Regions from separate parts of the Mus musculus genome. Here region 1 is linked to region 2. Evidence: chromatin contacts called from public HiChIP or PLAC-seq data. All regions are on one chromosome and are shown on one strand. The core of a region is the stretch at or near the end of the contact, and the rest is flanking DNA. Distances in the headings are between cores, read along the strand shown. Region 1 has its middle 47 kb from the start of Gm31227. Region 2 holds the start of Nefm (neurofilament, medium polypeptide).

Region 1 (6,240 bases), core at 3,360-5,859, 270 kb after region 2:
CATAAAAATGCACTGATTTCCTCTGTAGTCTACCATTATATAAATTCTCTGTCTCTTTGTCTCTCTAACTTATTTTCTAATGCATGAGTTGTTTTCTATGAGATCTTCCTTTAACATTATTATACTGCTAATTGAACATTACCTACTTTTCTCTGAGGAAACTCTCTGTTCAGACACTACTAATCTCTAATTGGACCACACCAATCAAGCGTAGAGTTTTTGCCATGAGGAATCAAGTAGTTTTCTTTGGATGTCGAGATTGCAGATATATGGCAAGAATCAGGAAATCTCAAGGGGGATTTAATTTAATCTCAGCTTGCTACTTAAAACTGGGGGCTCTAATTTGTGTATAGTTTGCCACCTACTACCCTGTACTGTAGATTCATGTGCTAGAAGCTTGAATCTGAATGGTGAAATTGTTGTTAAAGGGTAGCACTCTGTAAGTTATTTGGTCACCAGGGGCAATGGCATTGGAAGAGGTTGATATTAGCCTCCTGGAACGGATTTGATCTCTTGGGCTAAGAAGATTGAGTCTGGGTTCTTCTGCTTCCTTAATATATGATCTCTTTGTCTCATACATTATTTTTACCACGAGTCCCTCACCAGAGCCAAGCCCATGCTGGCAGTGCCACATTCTTGATTCCTCTCTATTGTGAAACAATACAGCTCTACCTTTACCACGTATCCAGCTCTAGCTGATAATGGAATGAGATAATGTGTGATCAGTTATCGCTCATGACTGTGCATCTTTCAAATGGAAACATTGGTTTTATAGGATTTATGTAAAGATGATAAGGGCTATTTTAAGAGTTCAGTAGGTTGAACGCTTATTATAAACCAAACAATATGTTAAACACACATACTTAGTCATTTTTGTGTAAGGATACTTAAAATTTCCTCTCTCTACATACACAACTCATTGTTCTTAATCATAGTCACCAAGAGTGATGGTTAATCTTAAATGTCAAGTCTATGGGACTTAGAATCGTCATGGAAGCACACTTCTGAACACATCTATGAGGGTATTTCCAGAAAGGTTTAAATGCAATGAGAAGCCACATACTGAGTGGGGCAGAACCATCCTGTATCCTGGGACACTGATCTGAATTGAAAGGAGAAAGTAAGATGACCACAAACATTCATCTCTCTGATTGCTGACTACAACTGCAATATAACCAGATATAACCAGCTGCCTCACACTCTTGTTTCCATAGATTCCCCACCACGATAGACTGTACACTTACTCCATCTATGAGCAAAGTAAACCATCCTTTTCTAAATTGCTTTTTAAAGAAATTTTGTCACCGCAAGGAGGAAAGTAATGTGTAGAGTAACAACACAACTTTCTGAGTTACTCCCCATAACTGAGAATTTCTGTTTTTTGACCAACATTTCCAAAAAATACTTTCCTACCATATATTTGGAAAACACTACTTTGCTCTACACGTCTAAGAACTGACTTTTGATTCGACATTTAAATGAGGTTACATGATTTCATCTTTCTGTGACTTATGTATCTGTCTGTCTGTCTGTCTGTCTGTCTGTCTCCCAGAATATCTTCTAGGCCCACAGTAGTCTTTCCTGTAACAATATATATTTAACATAGTTAGTTATCAGGAATACTTTTTATATATTTAATGGATGACTCAAAGCCAGTTCATTCTGGCATACAGATGAGAATTACCAGGACCAGGAAATGTATGAGTTGGTTGTTAAAGATGACTAATGATCAAAATTAAATTATACATGCTTTAAAATTAAATCATATCTTTAAAAGAAAATACTCAAAACCCTAATCACTTTGCTATATTTTCTCCATTTCCTATGTTTCTGAAGTTACTTATAAATCTTGTCATGACACCATTGTAAATAAACATGATGCTGTGTATCTTGCCTACTGTGCAAGATGTTGGCCAGTGAAAGAAAGTCTGACAAATTCCTTCACTCTTTTACTGTCCCACCAGCCAACAGATTTGTTTCAATTACACTTGTTCATGAAATGTAAATCCAAGTGTAGTGGTTAAGTGTGTCAGAGCTCAGAAAAGTCAAGAAAACACCCTGGGGTCAATAATGGCTATGAGGAATATTATTTGAAAAATTATGCTACTCAGCTATGACAGATGCATTTATGTTTAAAACATTTGCATATACACAGTCATATTTTTTTTCAGAGACTTATAAAATCTTCACTGATAAAACTTGGCTTGTGGTAGAAATTTAGCAAACACAGGTTAATGACAAAACATTTTTCAGTTTTTAAAGATTTGTTTAATTTTAATTTTGTGTATGGGGGAACACTGGGGCAAGGGAAGTGTGTATCTATATATGTGTGAGTACAGGTGCCTTTTGAGTCCAGAAGAGGGAGTTGGATCCCCTGTACCTGGAGCTAGAGGCAATTCTGAACCTTTCTGTGTGGGTGCTGAGAACCGAACTCAGATATTCTGCATGAGTCCTATGCACTGAGCAACGTCTCAAGCCCTGACATGTGCTGACTCATGTTTCTACATGCTCCCTGCCTTCCAGAAAACATTCCTCTAGCAAGAGTGCTGGGACGCTTTAGTGATTGTGGTAGGAGAGTTTGAAGGGGAGGAAAGAACTAGACAATTGACTGCCTCATGAGCTGGCAATGTTGAGGGACTGAATTTGGTGATGGAGAGGGAGAGATAAGAGGCCCACTTGTGGTTTTATTTTTCATGTAGATTTTTGTTTTATAAAGAGGGGCTTGTTTAAAGCTGCCTTGGGTAATGCCTATTCTAACTTGATCTGTCCACTTAACCAATAGAATTTCATCTTGACTCTGGCATTAGGATGTGTCTTAACCTAGTTTTCCTGTCCATTCTTTTCCTTAGAAGCAAATTTGAATTGCCATTTTTCTCCTTTGAATGGGAGAAATGTTCACCTTATAAGCACTTGTGTTGAGTGTGTTGGAAAGACTTGTTTCAAAGGAAAATGTTTTGCTCGCAACTTTCTCGAACTTCTTTTTTTTTTTCCTGTGTAACATGTGAAATACTCATTTGCTGCAATCATAGGCTATTGTAGGAGCTTCTCAGGGTATTGGTCATCTCATATCAAATCAATAATATGTGTTACACAGAGAATTAAAAGGTGTGATTTCATCACCTTCTTGCCTCATTCTATTGTGTGCCCTCCTCCTAGCCTTGAGCCGGCTGAATCAGACTTTGTTTTGCCACAGTTGGCTAGCCCACCTAGAGTGGAATCTTCTGACTTAGGCAAAATCTATTGTCCTGCCACTTCTGCAGTTTCCTGCAGAAGCTACTACCTGCTGAGCAGCTGAGTGAGCTTGTTTTCCTGATGAGTTCCTGACAAAGTGGGGGATGGGTTTCTCCCCTTTCAAAATTCAGACTCAAGAATTAAAGTTGAGCCTTGATCAGAGAACTTTGTTATTTCTCACCATCCTTCCAATCCATCCCCAGCTTTCCTTTTAGAAACCCAGTAACCCAGAGCCACTGGAGGCTACAATATTGGGTTTCTTTTTATGTGCTGTGCTTCTGTGAATGTCTTAATAGATGATTTCAACAGATGATTTCTTTTTCTTTGATGAGGGAAAAAACAATGAATGAGCCAACCCTACCTTTCTCTTTCTTTGTGTTCTATGTAGTAATCACTGTTCATTTATTTCTAGAATTTGAGTACAAAAACTGAAAGAGAGAGAGAAAGGTCTGTTGTCTGCTTTTCTCAATGCCAGGCACTGTGTGCAGACAGCTTTAATGAATTCTCATGCTAGCTCAGCAAGCATATAACTATGTCTCCTTTCACAGTGAGGAAAACGAAAACCTGGAAGATTACAGCGTGTAGCCCATTCTGAGTGCGAATATAACCTTCTTACTGCAAGAACTGTTTTTCTACTGCAATGCAGTTAGTTTTGGTTGACATTTAAAACTTTAAAAACCAAGTTGTAAGTATCACACTATAATATTTCTTACCACTGTCTTTACTGTAAGTAAGCAGCAAAATGAAGCAGAAAACAAATAAACAACATCAAACAAACAAAAAACGTGGGTAGAGAACCAAAAGATAGATTCAAACTGTTCACTCTTGAAACTGGCACTTGAAAGACTCACTATTTTGGTTAAGTCATGTAAAAATTTGTACTGGTAATTTTTTGCAATTCAGGCATACAAACTAGAAGATTCTTGAATTTAATTGGCACCACTCAAGTTTCCTTATATGAGTTTCCTTCTATTCCCATGTTTCCAGTAAGGAAACATTGCATGTTTCCTTTATGAAGAAAAATGGATGTAAGTAGGAAGTAGGCACTTCCAATCCCAGACTAATACAGGAATTGATGAATGCTTGTCCTCTTGAGATAAAGGACTGATTGTATTTTGTCCCAAATTATGTTAGAACAACATTTTATCATTTTGCACCGTTTTGCACTGATTGATAACAAGATGCTGTTATCATCAGTAAATGGTATTTTTCCTTTACTGAAAAAAAAAAAACCACCAGGAGGAAATGTAGTTTTCTGTATGGATGGGTCAGCCTGGGGGTGAATCTGTGTCTCCTGATATTTATTACCATGGCTACCACGTAACCTAAGATGCATGTAATGGAGAGCCAAGTGCCTTGTGCAGAGGAGCAGCTGGGATGCTCTGACAAGGGCATGACCCCATGCTGGAGAAAGAGAGCCTAGAAAGAGACATCAGTCTAACCAGGGATTGCTTCCCAGGCTGCAGAGTCAAACTGTCTCCTAGAATACCGCAAGAATTCATCCATCAAAGAAAGAATAACCGGCTGCTGTGTGTGAGATCAGTGACCAGAGATTCTGCAACAGTGAGAAATGTTCTGTAAATCATTTCTTTGTCTGCCATAAGGTTTGTATTTTGTGTCTACATATTGAATCATGAAGTTCCACCATGACTCCTGTGTAAATCTCCTCTACATTATCTCTGGAAAGATGCCCAGATATGCCAGTGGGATCTGTAAGTTATCACTCATCCAATTTGTAACTAATTGTATGGACTTTTGATTTTGTACCTGGCACTTGCAACATGCTTTGATATAACTTACTTTCTCATTTTTTAAATAACAAATTTATATATATGTATGTATTGTACGTGTGTGTGTGTGTGTGTGTGTGTGTGTATGATTATTTTTAAATGAGGAAGTTGAGCCAAGGTCCAAGTTCACCCTGGTAGTAAGTGAGCAAACCAATGAATGTTGCAACTTTGATATGTTGGACTCTGTAAGTTTACAACTGAACACAGTCTTAAGTGCCCTTTTTTATAAATTAATGTTCAAAGTCTATGACTTGTTTTGTAGTTGTCTTTCTCAATCCATCCTCTTTCAGTCATCCTCACAGTCACTGTTTTAGCAGACATTTTTAACAACCCACACTTGAACTATTTTCAAAAGTTTCTCCCATAGTAATCTTTATACATCCATAAAACAGAAATCAGGTAGATTATTCCTTTATTTAAGATCCTTCAATCTGATTGTCTAGCTCTGGGCTCGCTGTTCAGTCTGGAGGACACTTGGGGAATCCCAAGAACATCCTATTTCCCCATGAAAACCTTCGAATGCCCCAACACTAACCAGCTTGGTCCCCTGTTACACCAATTCCATTCCAATTGGATCCACCCACCATTGACCAGGATGCTCCCTTCAGAGTAGGGTCCACCACTGGAGTTGCAGCCTGCAGAGTGGGATCTGCTTGAGGTACATCCAGCAGAGTAAGATACTTTGACCTCCACTGTCTGTCCCATGACTTCCCTCATCTTCCAGAGAAGACATGCTGCCGTCAGGATCATCCAGCCAACCGCAGGGAAAGCCAGATGCCTAAAGAACAGTGTAAGAACACAAACAACAGGACCCAATACACTATGGCACCACCAGAGCCCAGCTATTCTGCTACATCAAACCCTAGATACCCTAATGAAGCTGATGCACAAGAAGAGGATCTTAAATATAATCTTATCAGGGCAATAGAGGATTTTAAAAGGAGCATGAATAAATCCCTTAAGGAAAGACAGGAAAATATATTCAAACAGAGATATTAAAAAAGGACACAGATAAGTACAAAGAAATTCAAGAAAATACAATCAAATAGGTGAAGGTTATGAATAAAACTCTCCAAGACCTGAAAAGGGAAATAGAAGCAATAAAGAAAACACAAACTGAGGTAAGCCTAGTGATGGAAAACCTAGGATAAAGAACAGGAACTATAGAATAAAGGAGACAGAGGAGAGAATCTCAGGTGTAAACAATACAGTAGGAAAA
Region 2 (6,551 bases), core at 2,832-5,331:
TCTTTTTCACTGGAGCCTTCCTTCTCAGATCCCCCCTCTTCTGCCTGGTCTGACTTGACACCTTCATCTTCCTCCTCTTCTTCCTCCTGGCCTTCCTCTTCTTCCTCCTTTTCCCCTTCCTCCTCCTCTTCCTTAGCCTCAGGAGACTTCACGGGAGACTTTTCGGCTTCTGGTTCCTCCTCCTTTTCTTCGGCCTCTTCCTTCTCCTCTTTGGCGGAGGCTGCCAACTCCTCTGCGATGGCTGTGAGGGTTTCTTCCATTTCTGACTTCTCATCTTCCACTTTAGTTTCTTCGATGATCTCCTCCACAAATTTGTGTTGGACCTTGAGCTTGGGGGCCTCGACTTTGGTCTTCTGAATCTTACTGGATATTGTGACTGAGGGCTGTCGGTGTGTGTACAGAGGCCCGGTGATGCTTCCTGAAAATGTGCTAAATCTGGTCTCTTCCCCCTCTAGGAGTTTCCTAAGGAGAGAACCAAAGAGGATGAGACATCAAGAAAGACTTGTTTGGTCTTCTAATCTTCATTACCACAAGCTTAATGTAGTGGGCACTTTTGAATAAATAGAACCACGTAAGGAAATACTCTTTCTACCAGGGCAGTGAGTGCTTACTGCCATTTCATCAACATGTTTATCATATCCTGGGGCAGATTCTCCAAGAGTGCCAGACAGTCCTCTGCTGTAGTGCCTAGCCACTCCCAGTAGACAACTAACCACACCCAGTCAGTAAATGCATCTCTGCGGCAGGCATGCAGTTGCGCGGCAGGCATGCAGTTGCGCGGCAGGCATGCAGTTGCGCGGCAGGCATGCAGTTGCTGTAGGTGTAGTATGAATGTGCTAAAATGGTCTCTAGTGGCCAACCCACTTTGTCCCCCAAACGGTGTCCTCCCTCATCATTTGAATTGCCAAGATTTCTATGAGTTTTAAAAGCAAATAAAATGTTCAATTTAAAATTAAAACTATTGAGCATAAGTCAGAATGTTGATGAATTTAAATTATAGCTACATACGAATATAGGTGAAGCAAATTATAATTTGTTCAGTGACAGAATGTCTCTTGGTACAGTCGTTTGGTTCCCTTAAAAAGACAGTGCAGCTTATTCTTGCTGTAACAGCCTTACAGGAAGTGACTGCCTCCTCAAGAGCTGTATGCTTTGAGTCTGGCCAACAGAAAGACAGCATTACTCAGGAGACCTAGATAGAACCAGTTTACAGATAAAGAGATCAAACCTATATTTGCCTATATGTCTAGTTCTATATGTTTTTATACATACACGCTTGTCTAGATCTAGATATGAGGGTATCACACTTTACATATGTAGATAAATATATATTAAATTTACATTTCTATCCAGATTGAATGCATGTATATTATCCATAGACTTAAAGTAAGTGCACCTATATTCTAGTGTGCCTATATCTAGTCTCAGCCAGAGGATGGCAACAGTAAGCTGTAACAGAAAGAGAAGAGAAGCATGACCTGGTGTTTGTCCTTGGCTTTATAAAAGAGAACCATCAGATGAAATACTAAAAATGAAAACTTCATCTGCTTGTCAGACATACAGACGCTTGAAACAAAAATTTAAACCTATTGCTACGCCCCCAGCAACTCAAAAGTACTATTCTTTGGTGCATATTTGGGCTTTTTCATACAATATATTTTGGTTCCCTCCCCCAGTTCCACCCTCCTCCCCGATCTTCTCCGTAGTCACTCTTTAAAGCTGAAGTAGGTTGGTAAACCTGTATCTGTAATACTTAGGATTCTGTTCGTAACTGAGCTGGGGAGTCAGGGCTCTGAGCCTGTCTCACTAGGCCAGCTTTGGTTTAAGTGGGGAAGGCTGTTCGCAGCAGCCTCTGCAGTGCCTGTAGGGTCTGGACCAAGTCTGCAGAGATCCTGTACCTGTACGCGGCGATCTCGATGTCCAGGGCCATCTTGACGTTAAGGAGATCCTGGTATTCTCGCAAATGACGAGCCATTTCCCACTTGGTTCCCCGAAGTTCATTTTCCAACTGCTGGATGGTGTCCTGAAAGGTACAGGGAGTCTCTAGAAACTTCCTTCACAAGACACTTGCTATTCCCTGCCCCGAGCCCTTTCCTACCCACCCCCGGAATTCCCCCTTCCCCGCCAGTCCCATGAGCCTCGCAGACATCCCTCCTAGCTATCCCTCCTTCTTTTATGATAGTAAAATTCAAAACAAAGCAACAAAAATCAACCAGACAGTTCCTAGGCACAACACACACGGAGACTGGCAAGCCTAGAATGCCCCTAGAAGGGAGCACTGAGGAATCTGAGGAAGGTCCCTAGCGGACTTTGCCCCCCCCCCAATCCCCGCCCAAATTTTGGACTGAAGCCAGCTTTGAGAGCTCCGCCCATCGCGGCTGGAGGCGGGGGGGGGGGGGAGTGGAGAGTAAGGGGGTGAGGAGGAGGGGTGGAGATATGGGTGGGGGAGGGGAAGGGGAGCGAAGAAGGAGGCAGGAATACAAGAGACTATCTGTGCTCCTGCTTATTAAACGGTGTGTTTCTCAACGACCAGAATGTGCCTTTTTACTTTTACAGTAAAATCTATCGTAGGAAAGCAAGTTTTTGAAGGAGATGGGAATTTCTAAGTAGTTGCGGCAAGTGGGTGGGACAAGGAGGAGGGGCGGAGCACAGACCTTGGGCTTTGGCTAACCCGCGTCTGCGAAGCTCGTGCGCGCACTGGAATGCGGCCACCAGGGAGCGCGACCAAGAGGGCCTCTGGGCGCGCTCTCGAGTGTCGTGTCGGGGGCGCGCGGCGCTGGCGCTGGCGCAGGCCGGCCGCGCAGCCGCGGTTCCTACCTGGTAGCTGCTGAGGTCGTGGTTGTGGCGCTCCTCGATGTCGCTGAGCTGCCGCTCCAGGGACTCCTTAGTGCCTCGCACCGACTCGAGCTCGATGCTCTTGGACTGCAGCTGGCGCCGGTACTCGGCGATCTCTTCCTTGGCAGAGCGAATGGCCTCCTTGTTCTGCTCGGCCGCCTCGGTGAGCTTGGCGTAGCGGCATTTGAACCACTCTTCGGCCTGGTGCATGTTCTGGTCTGAGTGACACTCGAGCTGGGAGCGGATCTCCTTCAGCGCCGTGGAGATGTCTGTCTTCAGGTAATCTTTGCGCTCTACCGTGATGTGCGACGCCTGGATCTGAGCCAGCAGGTCGGCCACCTCCTCTTCGTGATTGCTCCGCAGGAAAGCCACCTCATCCTGCAGCGACTGCACCTTCTTGTCCAGCTCCACCTTAACCATCGACGACTCTTCGATGTCTTTGCGCAGCGCGCGAATGGCAGCCTCGGTGTCGTCCCGCAGCCGCGCCTCCTCCTCGAAGCGCTCCTTGAGCCGGTGGATGTCTTCCTCCAAGTGATCGGAGTCCAGCTGCACTTGAGCCTTCTCGTGGTTCACCATCTCGAGGGTGGCGCGCAGCTCTCGGATCTCCTGGTCGTAAGCATCACCCAGCTGGGCGTGCGAGGCCTGCTTCTGCCGCAGTGCCTGGATCTCTGCTTCGATCTCCTTGTTCTGTTGTTCCAAGTAGTGCACTTTCTCGATGTAGCCGGCGAAGCGGTCGTTCAGCCCCTGCAGCTGCTCTTTCTCGTTAGAGCGGGACAGTTTGTAGTCGCCGCCGGAGCCGCCGTTGAGCAGCGACGAGGACTGGCTGAAGTCGAGGCTGCTCTCGGCCGAGCTGAGCATAGCCGAGCTGTAGGCGAGACGCGGGGCGAGCGCGCTGCGCTTGTAGGAGGAGGACACGGTGCTGGGCGAGCCGCGGGACCAGGACTGCGAGCGGAAGCCGCTGGACGGGGAACCGCTCACGCGGCTGAAGCTGGAGCGGGTCTCGGTGACCCGCCGGTAGGCGGACGGGTTGCCCAGCGAGTCCAGCGTGTAGCTCATCTTGGAGGCCTTGGGGTGTGTGGCTGTCACAGCGTTCTGCCGGCCTCGCCGCAGCCCCTTTATAGCGGAGCAGCTGGTCCCGGGCCAGGGCCCCGCCCCGTGGAGGCGGCGGCCGAGGAGGCGGGGACTGCGGGTACCGGGCCGGGGGTGGGGGGAAGGGGGAGACAAGCCTTGCGGTGATTCAGCGGCCGCTCCACGTGGGCCCGCACCACACTGGACCCCACACTTGGGTGTCGCCGGGCCGGCCTTTTCCTAGCGTCCCCTTGAGTTCCAGACCTCTTGTCACCCGGTAGCTTGCCCTTCTCTGCTTTTTCACCAGCAGTTTGCAGTTCACAGCTTTGGCGCAAGTGCCCTTTCCCAGCGCCCTTTCTTTGTCTCGCCACTCTCGGCCCTCTGAGCAGCTCTTCTCTGGCTTCCTGACTTTCGTCTGGCCCCCTACCTCTTAGTCTCTTTCTTCCTTACTTTTGGCCGTAGGGTCCGCTGTTCTTTATCACACACACCCCTCCCACCTCTCCACGAGGCCCTTCTCCCTCTACTTTTTTTTTTTTTTCTTCATCCGGCATTTCCCTTGAAGCCCTTTCCCCTGGGACTTTTTTTCTTTGCAGCCTCGACTTTCACCCCTTAACCCCCAACTCTCTTTTTGTTCCCCCATCCATCCTTGTCTTTCTTGTCTCCCCCCCCCCCCACTCCTCGTCTTAAAGCAGCAAGAGATGAGCTGAGAGTTATGCAGAAGAAAAAAAAGAGAGAGTTTTTGAGGAATGGCCCGCCGGAAACCTCCGGAAAGGGGACAAAGAAGACAGGCCGGGGTAGTCATTTGTGTTAAAAGTGGAAAGTGGCACTCCAGTCTGCTTAACTGTTGGGGGACGACTGCAGCTTCCAGCAGGTAAGGCGCTGTGACGCCCAAGGATCCGGCAGCACCAAGGACAGCGCCCAGGCGTGCCCATGGGATTCTGCTGGGTTCGCAGCCTACCAGAGTCCAGAGGAGGGTCACTTCTGGCTCATCTCCTCCAGTGAATACTATTAAACCTGTTTGTAGGGGCTGTTTGTTTGTAGGGAACAAGCTGGAAATCCCACACTAAGACAGTGCAGAGTTGGCACAATGAACAGACTGCAGATTTTGAAATCAACTAAAAGCCATTCAACTCAGTTAAGGAAAATAGAGACTTGAAACCCAGTTTGACTTTACCAATAAGTGAGGGATGTTAGGGAAGGAGGAGACACAAGGCCTGAAATTTGAAGGTCAACTACTCACCGGGAAGGGGAAATCCGAGATGAAAAAAAAAAAAAAACCCAGGGAGATAGTGTGTATGTTAAGTTTGAAAACTGCATAGTCATCTTTCTGTCTGGGTACTACTTACGTGTACTGTTACAACCGACAGGGCAACTGAATTAGTTTTAAATTAATTGAAAGGTAACTGGACAGCCTCATCTCAGTCTTGAATAAGCCAGGTGGTCCCTCTGCCCCCATTTAAAAACGCAACCTATTTCCTTATGTTGATTTTGATGACCGATTTGGACCCACCATCCCTTAAGCATGCTTATTTAAACAAACATTCTACAGGGGTTTCCTTTGACTGTATATTTGAACTGAAAATGTCCTTCTATTTTGGATTACAGTTTGGGAAGATTCAGAGTGAAAAAGTTCAGAGTCTTGACAGAGAAAGTGAGAGATGGACTGCAGTCCTGCGGGGGTGGGGGTGGGGGTGGGGTGGGGGGTGTCACAGGAAGGAGTGGGCGTTGTGAAATGCTTACTGTGGGTCAGAATAAACCAGCGCTTGGAAGCAGAGAAGGCAGACTGTTGTACCTTTTCGGGCATATATTCTCTAACCTCTGCTTCATTATGTGACAGAGTTGTAGTCATCAGTAAGTAATCACAGACGCCTCCCTTTCTGAGGCTTTGATTTTGTAGTTTTATAAGCTCCCAGCCCATACATTTTAAGATAGAAGCGAGTTTTTAAAAGGAAAAAAGGCTCGTTTAAGGAGTTAACTTTTGGATCTCGAATGTGAAACTGCAGCATTGCGGGCTGCGGGGGTGGAGGGTGAGGGGGCTGGGTATGAGGCGGATCTGATCTGCTGAGTATTGCTTACTGCTCAAGCAGAGAGAGCCCAGACTCAAGTCCCCAAAAATGGCGTTCCACAAAGTGGACGACTAACTTGTAAATATTGTAAAACCCCAAATTTATCGATTTCCTATGGAAAAAGTAAATGAAAATAAAAACTTCCTGGGCTTGTCAGGTGTGGGCTAGCAGGGTGGAACCTCAGCAGGATGCCATGTAGAAATCGCTGCATCCGAACTATGCGACATTTTTCCTTGAGCCCTGTGCGGCTGCCTGCTTTTACTAAGATAAATAAAGCTGCCAGCAGTTTCCTGCTGCACACTCATGGGGAAAGCTCCCTGCAGTGAGAGCACATGGGTAGCAAACAGGCTTCAGCTGCGAGTTTTCTGCGGGGCTTTGGCAATGAGATGACTCTGCAGAGACATTTACAAGGAAACATGTGTTTAATTTCACCATCAGCCTGTTTTGCCTCTTGTCTAAACCAGCTCGAAAATTGTTAAACATCCAACCAGTTGCAGAAAGGAAAGTGCTGCTTGCAAACAAAGTCATGGCCAATTACTTAGGCTAAACCTGGTGCTGATAGCTTAACATTTTAGCTGCAAT

The links. HiChIP or PLAC-seq counts read pairs in DNA pulled down with a chosen protein or histone mark.
Region 1: an H3K4me3 HiChIP or PLAC-seq map of neural tube shows a contact between it and region 2, with 3 times the contacts expected there. The contact joins the enhancer-like site here to the promoter of Nefm in region 2. A contact is called at or near these places in 3 of 39 promoter capture datasets (embryonic stem cells and liver) and 3 of 115 datasets of contacts at active chromatin or transcription factors (embryonic midbrain, neural progenitor cells and neural tube).

Annotation. Positions count from the first base shown.
Region 1 is chr14:68,387,467-68,393,706 of GRCm38.p6, forward strand. No RefSeq gene overlaps it. Among named protein-coding and RNA genes, the nearest start is that of Gm31227, 47 kb to the right of the region's middle. Within about 2 kb of position 4,610, at least 9 of the 459 cell types and tissues checked have an H3K27ac peak or open chromatin away from gene starts, as enhancers often do. A contact at or near this core is called in neural tube, where this site is marked.
Region 2 is chr14:68,120,923-68,127,473 of GRCm38.p6, forward strand. Nefm (neurofilament, medium polypeptide) reads right to left here and starts at 4,082. Exons shown (of 3, transcript NM_008691.2): 1 at 2,818-4,082; 2 at 1,899-2,023; 3 at 1-462. The coding sequence starts at 3,891. It overlaps A230070E04Rik (RIKEN cDNA A230070E04 gene), which reads left to right and starts at 2,830. Exons shown (of 3, transcript NR_045897.1): 1 at 2,830-3,906; 2 at 4,596-4,774.